Regions from separate parts of the Zea mays genome. Here region 1 is linked to region 2. Evidence: chromatin contacts called from public Hi-C data. All regions are on one chromosome and are shown on one strand. Each heading gives the region's core, a stretch centred on a gene start, on an enhancer-like site or on the middle of the called end of the contact. The rest is flanking DNA. Distances are from core to core; before and after follow the strand shown. Region 1 holds the start of LOC100274169 (b-box zinc finger family protein). Region 2 holds the start of LOC100193649.

Region 1 (6,345 bases), core at 2,033-4,532, 140 kb after region 2:
TTATCTCTATACACTCTGTTATTATATATGTTGTCTTCTTTGGCGCATGTATGAGATGCACCCGGCTTTGTCCCTTAAAACCGGGTGTTACACTTTCAAAGCCTGCAGCATCCAGTTCCATAAGATCTAATAGAACAGAGACCACCTCAGAGGGACAAACATGGTTTGCTTGAATTTTTTGGGCTAATTCAGTCCAATCTGACCATGACTTCTTCAATTTATCGACGTTGTTCATAAATATTTAGATTACATGTTTGTTTATATTACTGCTCTGTGATTTAGATATCATATTTAGACATGATCAAGGTAGCAAGATGTTGATCTGGCTTTCTTTCAGGTATGCGCGATGCACTCGATCAGTCTCTATAGGTCAGTAACTGGTCTGCAAGTTACTTTACATATACTGTGAAATTTACTGGTGTTATCCTCCATGTTCTCTATGTTGTTTCCTTTCTGTTCATGGATGACCAATTCAGTTGCACTGTGTTGTTATTGCATAATACAGTTCCCCCGGCGTACTACGCACACCTGGCGGCCTTCCGTGTGCGCCACTACATGGACGATGACCTCTCCGACCAGGGGTCGTCTTCAGTGGCGAGCTCTCGCATGAAAGATGGCGCTGTTCCGGTAAAGCAGCTGCCAAAAGTGATGGAGAGCGACAAGCAGTTCATGTTCTACTGCTGAAGTGGCCTTTGCAGGAAGGACCGTCATCGACAGTTCTGTTGCCATGAAATGAACTGAACCGCAGGTCGAGTAGTTCTGGGTTGGTGTAATTATGGTGAAGTAGCCCTGAAGGGCGGGCCGCATGACCTCCAAATCATATTTTGGGCCTGGCGAGTCTTCTATCCAAAACTCGTCAGAAAACGCCTTTTATTTTTGGTGGACTTCGTAGAAGTCCATGGCAAGTGCCTGTGATTTTGGGGTTTTTTTAGGTTGCAACCTCGTGGTCATTGCTTTTGAAATTTTGCTGCTTTCACTTGATGCATTATATATGAAGTGAGCCTCTCAATCTCAGTTGGTTGGCTGTTTGTTGTATTTATATGAACAATGGGCGGGGCACGGCTTCATTGCCAGCATAGTATATGCGTGTCAGTATATCGAGCATTCATAATTTAGGTGAGTGTCCATACGTTGCAACGGGGACATATAATATCACATTTGAATTTATTGAGTGTTAATCCATTGCAGAATTCAAGCAGCTAAGAAGTGTTACGCCCATTGACATCTTTCTACGACAAGAGACTCGGGCAAGAGAACTCGGACGTGCTGAGGGGGAGAGGAAGGAGAGGAGGAAGAAGTGGGTGTCGTCATCTGTGTCATCCGCAAGGTCGTCTTTTTGTTTTGCTTGCTTTTATAAAATTTGATTTCACATCCACTTCCTAGATAACAAACGAGCATGTTTAAGACATTTGTTAGAGTTGCTCTAAAACTCATATTTTGTGAAATATTTTGTACGCCGTTGCAACGCACGGGCATATACCTAGTTATATATTATATATTATTATTATTATTATTATTATTATTATTATTATTATTATTATTATTATTATTATTATTATTATTATTATTATTATTATTATTATTATTATAAAAGATGACTAGCTAGATGAGATCATATGATGAGACATAGCGTACGTTTGGCCACGCTACGCTTGCTAAAAAGGATCTCTAGGGCGGGCCGACCGTTATCTAGATAAACCAATGGGCCCCGGATGTGTGGTCACACTATATTGTTCCTCGAGTATCACATGCGCATTCGCTTTGCATCGACGCTTCCTGTAGCTAGCTCTAGTCTGGTACGAGAGTACGAAGCGGCATTAATTATGTGCATGTGCGGTGCGGAGACCACTATGCTTCTCCCTGGAAACGAAGAAACAAGGGGGCATGTAGATTGAGTGTATTGAGCGGTGTCTTCAAACGTACTCCTATTTAAGATGATAAATGTAAAAAAAAAACTTAAGACATGTATCTTAATAAAGACACCGTGTCTTTGATCTATGGTCGAGCAGAGGACTAGCTGATTGATCAATTTAATTTATTAAATGCTCTAATTTTTGCAATAATGAATATATAAGACATATGTTTTAAACACACCCACTGTATTATATTATATTTTAGGGCATGTAAACCCTAACACTGTTGACGGTACTCCAAGTATAAGACACAGCTAAAACACAGTATAATACATTGGGTGTGTTTAAAACATGTGTCTTATATATACATTACACCAATCAGACCATTCCATAAATTAAATTGATTAATCAACTAGTCTCTTGTCTCGAGCATAGAGCTAAGACATAGTGTCTTCGTCAAGAGACGTGTCTTAAGTTTTTTTACACACCCACTTAAATACACTCAAAGACATAGCTCAAAACACTAATTATACATACCTTTAGCTGTGTCTTATACTTAGGGTGTGTTTGGTTTGGCTTTTGGCTTTGGCTTTTGCCTCCTAAAAGCCAAAAGCCAACCAAAGGGCTGGATCCAGGAAGCAGCTTTTTCTAAAAGCCGACTTTCTCGTAGTGCAAAACTGAAAGCACCCCTGGACCTGCTTTTAGTGGCTTTTGGATGGAACTGTGAAAACATATATCGAAGAACTTTTAACGACTTTTAGTGATTTCCACCAAACGATTTTTAGCTTTTTAACAGCACACAGCCTATAGCAGCTTTTTACACAGCTCACAGCCCACAGCAACTTTTTCCACAGCCACAGCCCAACCAAACAGACCCTTAGAGTACCGTACACCAGTGTCAGGGTTGTACATGCCTTAAAATCACAAGCGGAAATTTTGATAGATACACATCGATCGGTATTCATCATCTTCGACAAATGAAATAAATATATCGTACATATCGAATGATATTAATTCGATGTCGTAAATTTTAATAGTTTTTTTCAGCAATTCAATTAAGTTATAAAAAGTTTAACTTAAATAATCCTAGCAACCTATTTGTTTAACTTCAAAAGTTTCAAAAGCTATTTCTTGTCCATCCGGCTTCGGGCTGCGGTAAAAGATCTGCCGACGTGGATGTCCGTGCCGCCGGCACGCCGCGTGCCGACCAGCGAGCAGCTGGCAGGGCCGGGCCCCAGGCCCCAGCTCAGCTACGACAGCAGAGTGAAACCAGTACTACCTGGCCCTCCGGACGGGCGAATGGGAGCGCGCGACGTCGCCTCCACCGACCGGTCATCTCCGATCTACCGCTGTCGCCGTTCGTTCGTACGGACCCCTCCCTTCCCGCCCCCGCGATAATATCTCCCGCCTCCGCCCTCCGCCACGCCTCAACTCCCAACCGTCCCCGCGTGCGTGACGCTGACGGCCGCATCCGCCGGATCCATCGTCCACCTGACAAAACCCCGCCCCCGCTAGGCGGCTGAGCTTCCCTTCCACTCTCTCTTCCCCTGCAGCCTGCAGCTAAGCTAATCCACCCCCACCCCCGAGCTGAATCGCCCCTCTTCCCCTTTCTATCCTCATCCTCCCCCCGCTGCCGCGAGCTCAACCTGTGCATGGTCGTCGCAGCAACAGCTCCATGAAGGTGCTCTGCTCCGCGTGCGAGGCGGCCGAGGCGCGCCTGCTCTGCTGCGCCGACGAGGCTGCCCTCTGCGCGCGCTGCGACCGCGACGTGCACGCCGCCAACCGCCTCGCCGGCAAGCACCACCGCCTGCCGCTCCTCCCGCCCGACGACGTCTCCGCGCCCAACTGCGACATATGCCAGGTACGTGTAGCGCCTCTGTGGTACACACACACACAAAAGAAGATATTTTGCTGCCCTGCCCTGCGCACCGCCGGCTGACGACTCCCCTCCTGCCGGCTCTCCAGGAGGCCCACGCCTACTTCTTCTGCGTGGAGGACCGCGCGCTGCTCTGCCGGGCCTGCGACATGGCCGTGCACACGGCCAACGCCTTCGTCTCCGCGCACCGCAGGTTCCTCCTCACCGGCGTCCAGGTCGGCCTGCAGCCCGCCGCCGCGGCCCAGGACGCAGACCCGCACCCGCCCGCCGCCGCGGAACCCCTCCAGACGCCCCCGCCGCCCGACAGGAAGGCGGCGGCGGCCGGCGACGGCAGCAGCCCGGCGCTGCTCTACAGCGACGACGACATCGACTGGGCGGCCGGCGCGGACGCCGGCGGCGGCGTCAGCGTCGCCGTCACCCTGCCGGACTGGTCGCTCGTCCACGAGCAGTTCGGCGCCCCGCCGGTGGTGCCCCGACACGCGGACCCGGCGCTAGCCAGAACGCCCTCTTCCAAGCGCAGTCCCCGGCGGTCGGTCGCCGCGGCGTTCACCGTCCAGGGCGGCGGCGGCCTTGCAGGGGGCTTGCCGGACTGGCCGCTCGACGAGTTCTTTGGCTTCTCCGAGTACAGCGCCGGCCTCGCCTTCGCTGAGAATGACACGTCCAAGGTCAGCACTCAGTTCTCGATTCTCAGAAATGGCCACTGAATGGAATAATGATGCTGGCAAATTCGTTTCGAATCTATCTGCATGTATACTTTGCCTGAACGTAATTTCGGCAGCAGACTCCGTCATCACTGAGCGTAGTTTTTTAGTTCATGATGCAAGCTCGCTTGAATTTAGGCAACTGCATGCGTCATACATGTTTCTGAATTTTGATTACAGAGCAAGCGAACTCTGTTCACAGCCAAGTTCGAACATCTGACGATGCATACACCTATATATTGTTGCCTGACAGCGCTCCGTCTTCCATTGGCAGGCCGACAGCGGGAAGCTCGGGAGCACCGACGGCTCGCCGGCCGGCCGGCCGTCGTCCGACGCGTCCCAGGACTTCTTCGGGCAGGTGCCGGAGTTCCACCAGTGGTCCGTGCCGGAGCTCCCTTCCCCGCCCACGGCCTCGGGGCTCCACTGGCAGGGCGGCCCGCGCCACGGCGCGGCCACCACCACCGACGTGGCCGCCGTGTTCGTGCCGGACATCTCGTCCCCGGAGAACCCCTTCTGGTGCTACGCCACCGCCGCTGGCCAGGCGCCGACGAAGCGCCGCAGGAGATGTTGAAGTAGGGAAGATCGAGATTGTCTTGTTCAGTACTGGAGTGGCGTAGGCTTGCAAGAAACAAACACAGTTGCTGTACTGTACTCCCATGGTGACGTACTATCTATATACTCCATATCGCAGCAGCGTAGCTCGTAGGGAAGTGCGGAGCTAGAGTGGTTAATTAGGGCTACTCTACTACTACCATTGTATTTTTTTTGTTGCTGTTGACGATGATTAATTAGGACGCCTAATATGTAGTACGGGGTAGGTTGGTTGTGTGTTAGCTTGGCGCGTGCTATCAGAGAATTGATGAGAAAAAGGTAAGATGGAAATAAAGAAAACGATTGTTGTGCAAAAGGACTTAATGCCCCGTTTGGATCCTTGAAATTGAATTTCATTCCAATAATAATAATTTAGACACATATCAATTAAGTTAATTCAGTTTTATACAAAATATATTTATATACTATTATTAACAAGTTGTGCTATATTTTTACTAAACATGAGCGAGTCGAAGAGCGTTCTATAAGTTATAGAGTAGAAACAAATTCTACTGATATATAAAATCATTTCTTATCCTTCACCACGTGAATTTAAGATAGCCTTAATTATATCTGAACTTTAGAAAGTAGTGAAATATTAAATGTTAAGCTAAATATGTTATTTTATTAAGTAAATTTTAATTCCTCCAAAATGAATAGATCCAAATGTCCCGTAAGTGCAAACATATAATGTAGGGCTAATTAGAAACATGCCACTTAGCTTTTGCAAAATTAGATAGCTAGTTTATTTTGATGTGACATCCAAATAAACTAGCTATCTAAATTTGCAAAAGTTGAGTGACATATATACAACTAATCCTATAATTTAGCACCCCAGCTACTCCCAGACCGGCGGCACTTACTCATGTGAGCCTTCTCAAAATCATAAACTATACCTACAGACCAACACGAGTATTTTGTGTGCACTTTGTCCTCACTCGTGCGCACCCGGAAAACCTCTCGTCCGATTACCCATCTTAAGATTGCTCTAAGTCAAACATGAGTAACATAGAGGTTCTTTTGATATAGTCTTTCAAAAAAGAAGATCCACCTTGTTAATGTGAATATTCTATCAACCTATGGAACCAAGATATCACGATCCCTGGACCAGGATACCACATAAGTTGGCATTCTAGGCTTTTAAATCATGATCCAATTGTAGTTTATAATTAATATTTAAACACGTAGCTTTATCAAAACCACCTTAATAAATTCCGGTTGTGTGTACAATTGAATCAGGCCCGGCTCTGGGCATAGGGCCACCTTGACGGGTGTCCTAGCCCCCCCCCAAATTCTAGGGGGCCCACATCACGCAGTTAATTGT
Region 2 (6,533 bases), core at 2,713-5,212:
GCCCGAATGTCTTTAAATCAGGTGTCTCTCGTGCATCATACACACTCCCACGTTGCATCCTCTCTCGTTAACCTAGAGTTCTCTAAGTCTCCATAGAAGTCCTCAGGCTATTCGATTTAAAGCCATATGTTCAGAATGCTGCTGCTGCAATCCATATATATAAAACACTGTAGAAGCAGTATAAGTCGGTACAGAATATAGCCAAGCGAACATGCTACCTCATATCGTGGTGATAACTCAAACCCTTACAGATTCTAAAAGGAGTGCTTCATGTACCCCCAACTGACAAACCCGTCGTCACCAGTTGATATGAGAGCAAAGGGGATACTTGGAACCACTAGATTAGCAAGGCAGTACAATGTCTATGAATCTAAGGACAAAAGCACCTCTAGGATGGGGGAATGGGGTGAGTCATGGAATCATGACAAGCTTTGTTGTGTGCTTGCACAAGGGCTAAAGATCTAATCTTTGATTAAAGACCTTGTCAATATTTAGACACCCACTGTATAGTTGGTCCCTCCCTACATTATGTGTATAGATTGTGATGATTATCACTAGAAGATATTGATGACATTGACATTATTGCACCAATTGTTCAAAACTGCATAACACTCCACCTTAATTCCATCAATTCTCCATAAACATAGAGGAATACAAACACATGCCGTAGCCTGCAGACGGCAAGCTGACCACTGCCTGCAGACGTGCCACTGCCGCAACTTGCCGCACTGGACGCCGCACTAGGAAGCCACATGCTGTCGTCTGCAGTCACATTGCCGCCACGGATCGACGGTCAAACTCCACCTTTGCCGTGAATAGACACGGAGCTGGAGGATAGCAGATCGGGTCTGCTCCAGATCTGCCCTGACATGAGCGAGCTCCTCATGCAAGGTGCAGAGAGCGTCGCAACAGAAGTCATGGGAAAGTATCCCTGACTCTCTGATACTAGATTGTTATGGACGGCGTGGTGCTACAATACCCATGGTGCTACAATACCATGACACTGTTCGTTGGATGGGGTTGCGAGGGTTAGACGACGACTAGGGTTACGAACGCGGGGGAGGCCGGTCGCAGGGCTATGCCCATGACCGACAAGAGATAAGGTTTTTCCTTCTAATCTCTTGCTTGCCCCTAGATGATACATCTCCACTCATTATATAGAGAGATCTTACTTGGCCCCTAAGAAAGCGACTAATTAACCCTAACGGAGTAAGGCGCAATAGGCCCTTGACTCCTCTAACAAGTGTGGAAATGGAAGTTTTAACATTTCAAACCAAATCATCTAAGTAGGGTAGCATATAACCATGAATCAATAATACAACTAAGGAAAATATAAGCACCATGGGAGTACACACACATTTACAATGTTCTATTTGTTTAGTAAAGTAGGCATAAATGGCTATAGAAAATCATACAATGTCAGGTTCACGAGCTAAGCGTGCAGTACAAATTTAATTAAACAAAAGAAAATGTAAAGCAAACAATAAAACTAAGAACTTTCCTTAACGACACCTTTATGCTTAGTTTATTTTTTATTCCACCTAACATTAATTGCTAAATTGACTCCGTACTAACATACATGATGGTTCAGTTAGTTCTTAATTTCAAGCTCCGAACCCAGGTAAGCCTAGAAATTCGATAAAAGGTATTCAATAAATCAACACCAGCAAGGTGTATGCTATAGCTAGATAAACTTTAGCAAATGAACTGGTAACAACGTCACCACCATTTATTAAACTACTGTATTGTATATATGCCCGGAGAAATCAACAAATATATACCATAGTGTATCCAGTTGGTCAACTAACCAATTACCTATTGTAGTGCATTAGTTTATCTACAAAGAGTACAAAGGGACAGCAGAGCAGATCATCATACCGTGCATACGGTGAAAGCTGCATATATATTCCAAAACTGCATCATCACCGAGAGACTGTTCCCATGTTTGGCATTGGACGCGTCACACATTTGCAGACCAGTTATATATATACAGTTATACACACACGCGCGCGCATGCATGCATTATCATTTTTTCCTTGAACCGTAACAAGTGATGAGCATGATCCAAGCAATGATGAAGTCCATTGCACAGCAAATAGAGAATAATAATGCAGAAGATCACGATCTAGTAAATGTCTGCCTCACATCCACTACTTGCTATGATATATAAAAGGTCCCGTGTGTATGGGTCCAACCCCAGCAGAAATGTGCCGGCCGGCCGGACAGCAAGCAGTACGCAGCACACATGCATGCAGGAGCTAGCCTCCCGTGCATATTGTGTGAGAAAGATAATGCAGACACACCATTTGTAAGATGGTGTACTATAGTACCAGAGGCATGCAGAGTGGTAGCTGGGCTGTGCATGTCGCAAGCAAAGCACTAGTTTATTAGCGCTAACGTAGTATGTAAACACCACGGAAACTAACAAATCACTGCCTATGCATCTATCAACAAAATCTCTTGGCTTGAAGATATCATCATAATCAATGTGCTGATCACGCGTGACACCCGTGTCGATCGCTCGGAAACGACAAATTCAGCATGAAATAACGCTGGTCACGCATGAAACAGTCATGCAGTTAGCAAGGCAGTAATCATGGTCATCTGGAAATTAAAGAGAGCGCACAAGCACGTAACAAACTTTTAACACTTAGCAGAACGAGAGGCGCCACTGCTTTGACCAGCAAATCATCTTCCAAAGGAAGACAAGACTCATGAGTTGTGTGCACGAAACTAACTATAGACAGCGTTAATGCCCCCCGCAGATTTCGATTCGCCAATCAGCTCGGTGCACAAGAAAATAAATAATCCGCACATAAAATATCCCACCGCGTCCTCATATAAAGCAACAACTAATCTGGTCCCTCCTAAAGCATTCACTCTCAAATACCAACCAAATCAGGCACTTTCAATACTGGAAGGAGTAATAGCGAGATATGGGCCATATCGTAAATGGATGCGATTGGGATAGCTAAGCTAGGAATTAATGTAAACATCTAGCGATTCCGATGCTAACGAAGGCACTCAAATCTAAACCGCAGCGACGCGCAAGCCACAGATCGATCGCCAGGAAATATTTGGCAGGAGAATAAAAACATTGGAACAAGACGGAGAAGTATCATGATGCGGGGACGGGGTGGGTCGGGTTGGGTCGGGCTGGGCTGGACCACGCACCTTTCTGGGGAAATTCCCCTCGGCCGCACGCCGTTCGCCTGCCGCCGACGTCTCCGGCTCCTCCGCTACCGACGCCAACGCAGCTTGCTCCAGACGCCTCTTTCTTCGCAGCTCCTTGCTCCGGCGGACGATGGAGCGAAGAACCTCCTCCTCGTCGTCCACGACAGCGTCGGGTCCGCTGCCGGCGCCCACGGCAGGCGCCTCAGCGAACAGGTCGGTGATGGAGCGTTTCTTCGGCGCCCGGCCGTTCCCCGACGCCTCCTCTTCCTCTTCTTCCTCCTCCCCCTCCGCCCCCGCCCCCGCCACCGCTTCCTTCTCCTTCTCCTTCTCCGCCTCCGCCTCCGCCGCCTTGATGGACGCGAGCTCGTCCTCCCACCACCGGAAGGCGCGCACCTCCATGGGCTGCAGTTCCCGGGCCGCCAAACTAAACGGGCCGAGCTCGGCCGTGCCCCGCATGCTCGCCGCGTATCCCCTTCACAAGCGTCAGAGAAAGCAGATCAGGAAAATACTAGTAAAAAAAGGCGCCCGGGACCGAGAAGATGCGCGGTTGCCGGCGGCTCCAGGCGAGCGTACCTGATGGAGAAGCCGTACGCCATCGCCGCCGCCGCGCTATGACGCGAATCTGCGGGGAGTGAGGACTCGAGGCTGGGTTTTTGGCCTCTCGGGCGAGGAGAGAGAGGAAACGGAAGGGGGGAGAGAGGTGAGAGAGCGGAGGGGGGCAGCAGCGATGTTTGTGTATATAAAGGAGGCACTAGTTTCCAAGCCGAATAAATAAAGAAATTTGGGGAGGAGAAAATTTTCGATCCCCTCGCGGCGAATTTGTTTACAGTTTCCCGCTCCCTTCCCCAATATTTTTTCTGCCCTTGGCGCTGCTCTTGTATTTTTTTCACTACTTTTTATTTAATGCCTTGGCTGGGCTGGTCTTGGTGTCGTGCCGGAGGGCCCACCGCTGGCGGACAGCGACGTGTGATGGACAGCGGCCAATTGGGTGTTTTTTTTTATCCTGCGAGTGGCGGGTGACGTGGCGCGATCGGCAGCGTTGGCTGGACGGTGGCATCATGTGGCGGCGACGCGCAAGCGGTGCTGGAAGCACGCTGGGCCCGTTCAGAAATGGTGCGCGCACACGGGCAAAGGCCTCCCCACCGGCCAGCTGCGGCATTTGCCTTTTTGTTTTTTTCCTTTTCCTTTTTAGGCCACCTGAAACTTATATAATTATATTCTTCACTCGAGTTGATTTTTCTTTTCTAAATGCTTATTAGTTTTTTAAAACTATATACTCATGACTTTATAAAAAGAATATAATTTTTATATTTAGTAATGCCAAATCAATTGAAGTTTGATAAATTTATAAGAAATGGCTAATATTTATGATATTAAAAATATTATTCAATTAGATAAAAGCTGTTTTCATAATAAACATATTTATTATTGCAAACATTACTTTTTATAACTTTAAAATGTTTAGCTTTTTCTAAACATACACTACCAGAATCCGACTCTTTTTGCCGAGTGATCGGCGCTTTATCGAGTGCTTTCTATCGGGCACTCGACAAATAAGTCTTTGTCGAGTGCCGCACTCTGTAAAGTTCTACTCTCGGTAACGACTGTATTTACCGAGAGCAGGACTCTCGGCACAGGAAGACACTCGACAAAGACATCTTTGTCAAGTGCCAAACACTCGGCGAAAGTCGGCGCTCGGCAAAAAGCCGTCAGCAGCCATCTATAGCTGACGGTCGTTACCTTCACCGAGCGCCGAGCTTTTGCACTCGGCAAAGAAGCTACTTTGCCGAGTGTCCCACGTTTGACTCTCGGCAAAGAATGCTTTGTCGAGTTCCATTATTTGATACTCGGCAAAGTATTTTTTCCTTTTCTCAACCAAACTTTTTGTGGTATGTTCCTACACTATGTAGACCTACATGTTTCGTTTTTTTGCACAATTATAAAAGTGTTTTCTATAACTATTAGATTTAGTTGGTTTAATTGAATTTCTTCACAAAATTCGGATTTGAACTGCAAGTCACTTGAAACATGGAAAACAGTGCATGCAAAAAATGATATTCATGTTAGTTAGCACAAGTTACGACCAATTTTAAGAACAAATTAAAATCTTCGAGCACCATGCTCACTAAACATGATCGTGAACTTGACATCCAGTTGTTTAAAAAATGTATAAAACACAAACAAAATCAGAAAATCATGAAACTTATCCATATGTCATGATATGATATGTAGAGGCTGTGATAAAATTTTGAGAATGTTTCGAGAAAGTTGTGACATACTATGTGTAGAAACCTAGTCGGTCTACATTGAAACGAATGCTGGGGGTCACGTCCGCAATCCCAATGGCATCCTCGGCCTGCTGTGTAGAGAACACTTTCCTAGACTGGTTGAGTACGCCGGAGTGACGGGACCAGCCTACACCTTCGACCACTACGCCGTCGCCCCCGATGAAGTAGACGGGGGCGGCAGGGAATTTAATAACAAGGCTGAGCGGGTGAAGTAATAGTTGTGGGTAAGTCTTACTATAATGTAAAATATGTCGCATTCATTGCACATTCTTGAAATAATGTATGGATACATCGTTTTTATGCTGGATTTCTTCAGATGCGATGCTAGGTACGAGGCTAGGGCGGATGTGGTGGCCACCACGAGCTGTAAGAAGCTCGTCGTGGACATGCACTACGAGGCACGAATCCAGGCCATCGTCAGCTACCACGGCTCCATCCTTGGGGAGAAGGTGACCAAGCAGTAAGCACGAACCATGTCGTTGACCAAGGACCAATACTTGCAGGTAAATACAACACTTTAATATCCGTGACAAATTTTTTCCTTAATTTTATCTTTCTGATATGCGGTGTACATGTTTACTTTGTAGATGATTCCTTATTGGTGCGCCGCACATCCTCAGTGCTGGGAGCAGATGGTGGATTGGTGGTGCTCACCTGAGTGGGACGAGGCACACAACGCTAGTCGGGAACGACGTCTGATAATGCAAGGTCCCTCCCACCACCAAGGCAGCCACAACCTAGGCCAATATGCAGAAGCAAGGGTACACCCTCTTTTTTATTTAGGTATATAACACTGGATTATATATTATTTCTAACTATCTTGTTAGTTTTCTTGCAGTCGGCATCACATGGTGGCCAGCCTTGCTCCATCTTCTCGGCCTATGCTATGGTCCACAAGGGCAAGGTGACGTCTGACGTCACCTACAACTCGGATGACGGGCCCGAGGCGTATAGCAACCCCGTCGTCTACAACCGCCTTCATGACTACACCGCCATGGCACAGGAGGTCCATGGGCCAGATTACGATCTGAGTACCGAGGAGATCGACCCCAATGTCCTCATGAGGGTTGG

Evidence for each region. Hi-C and Micro-C count contacts between places; a contact is called where the count stands out from the background.
Region 1: a Hi-C map of leaf shows a contact between it and region 2, with 2.6 times the contacts expected there. The contact joins the promoter of LOC100274169 here to the promoter of LOC100193649 in region 2. A contact is called at or near these places in 8 of 25 Hi-C or Micro-C datasets (bundle sheath, ear and leaf).

What each region holds. Positions count from the first base shown.
Region 1 is chr3:5,109,494-5,115,838 of Zm-B73-REFERENCE-NAM-5.0, forward strand. It overlaps LOC100274169 (b-box zinc finger family protein), which reads left to right and starts at 3,283. Exons shown (of 3, transcript NM_001279637.2): 1 at 3,283-3,714; 2 at 3,819-4,394; 3 at 4,705-5,332. The coding sequence starts at 3,529. The coding sequence ends at 5,001.
Region 2 is chr3:4,967,300-4,973,832 of Zm-B73-REFERENCE-NAM-5.0, forward strand. LOC100193649 reads right to left here and starts at 3,963. Exons shown (of 4, transcript NM_001358856.2): 1 at 3,748-3,963; 2 at 3,175-3,646. The coding sequence starts at 3,770.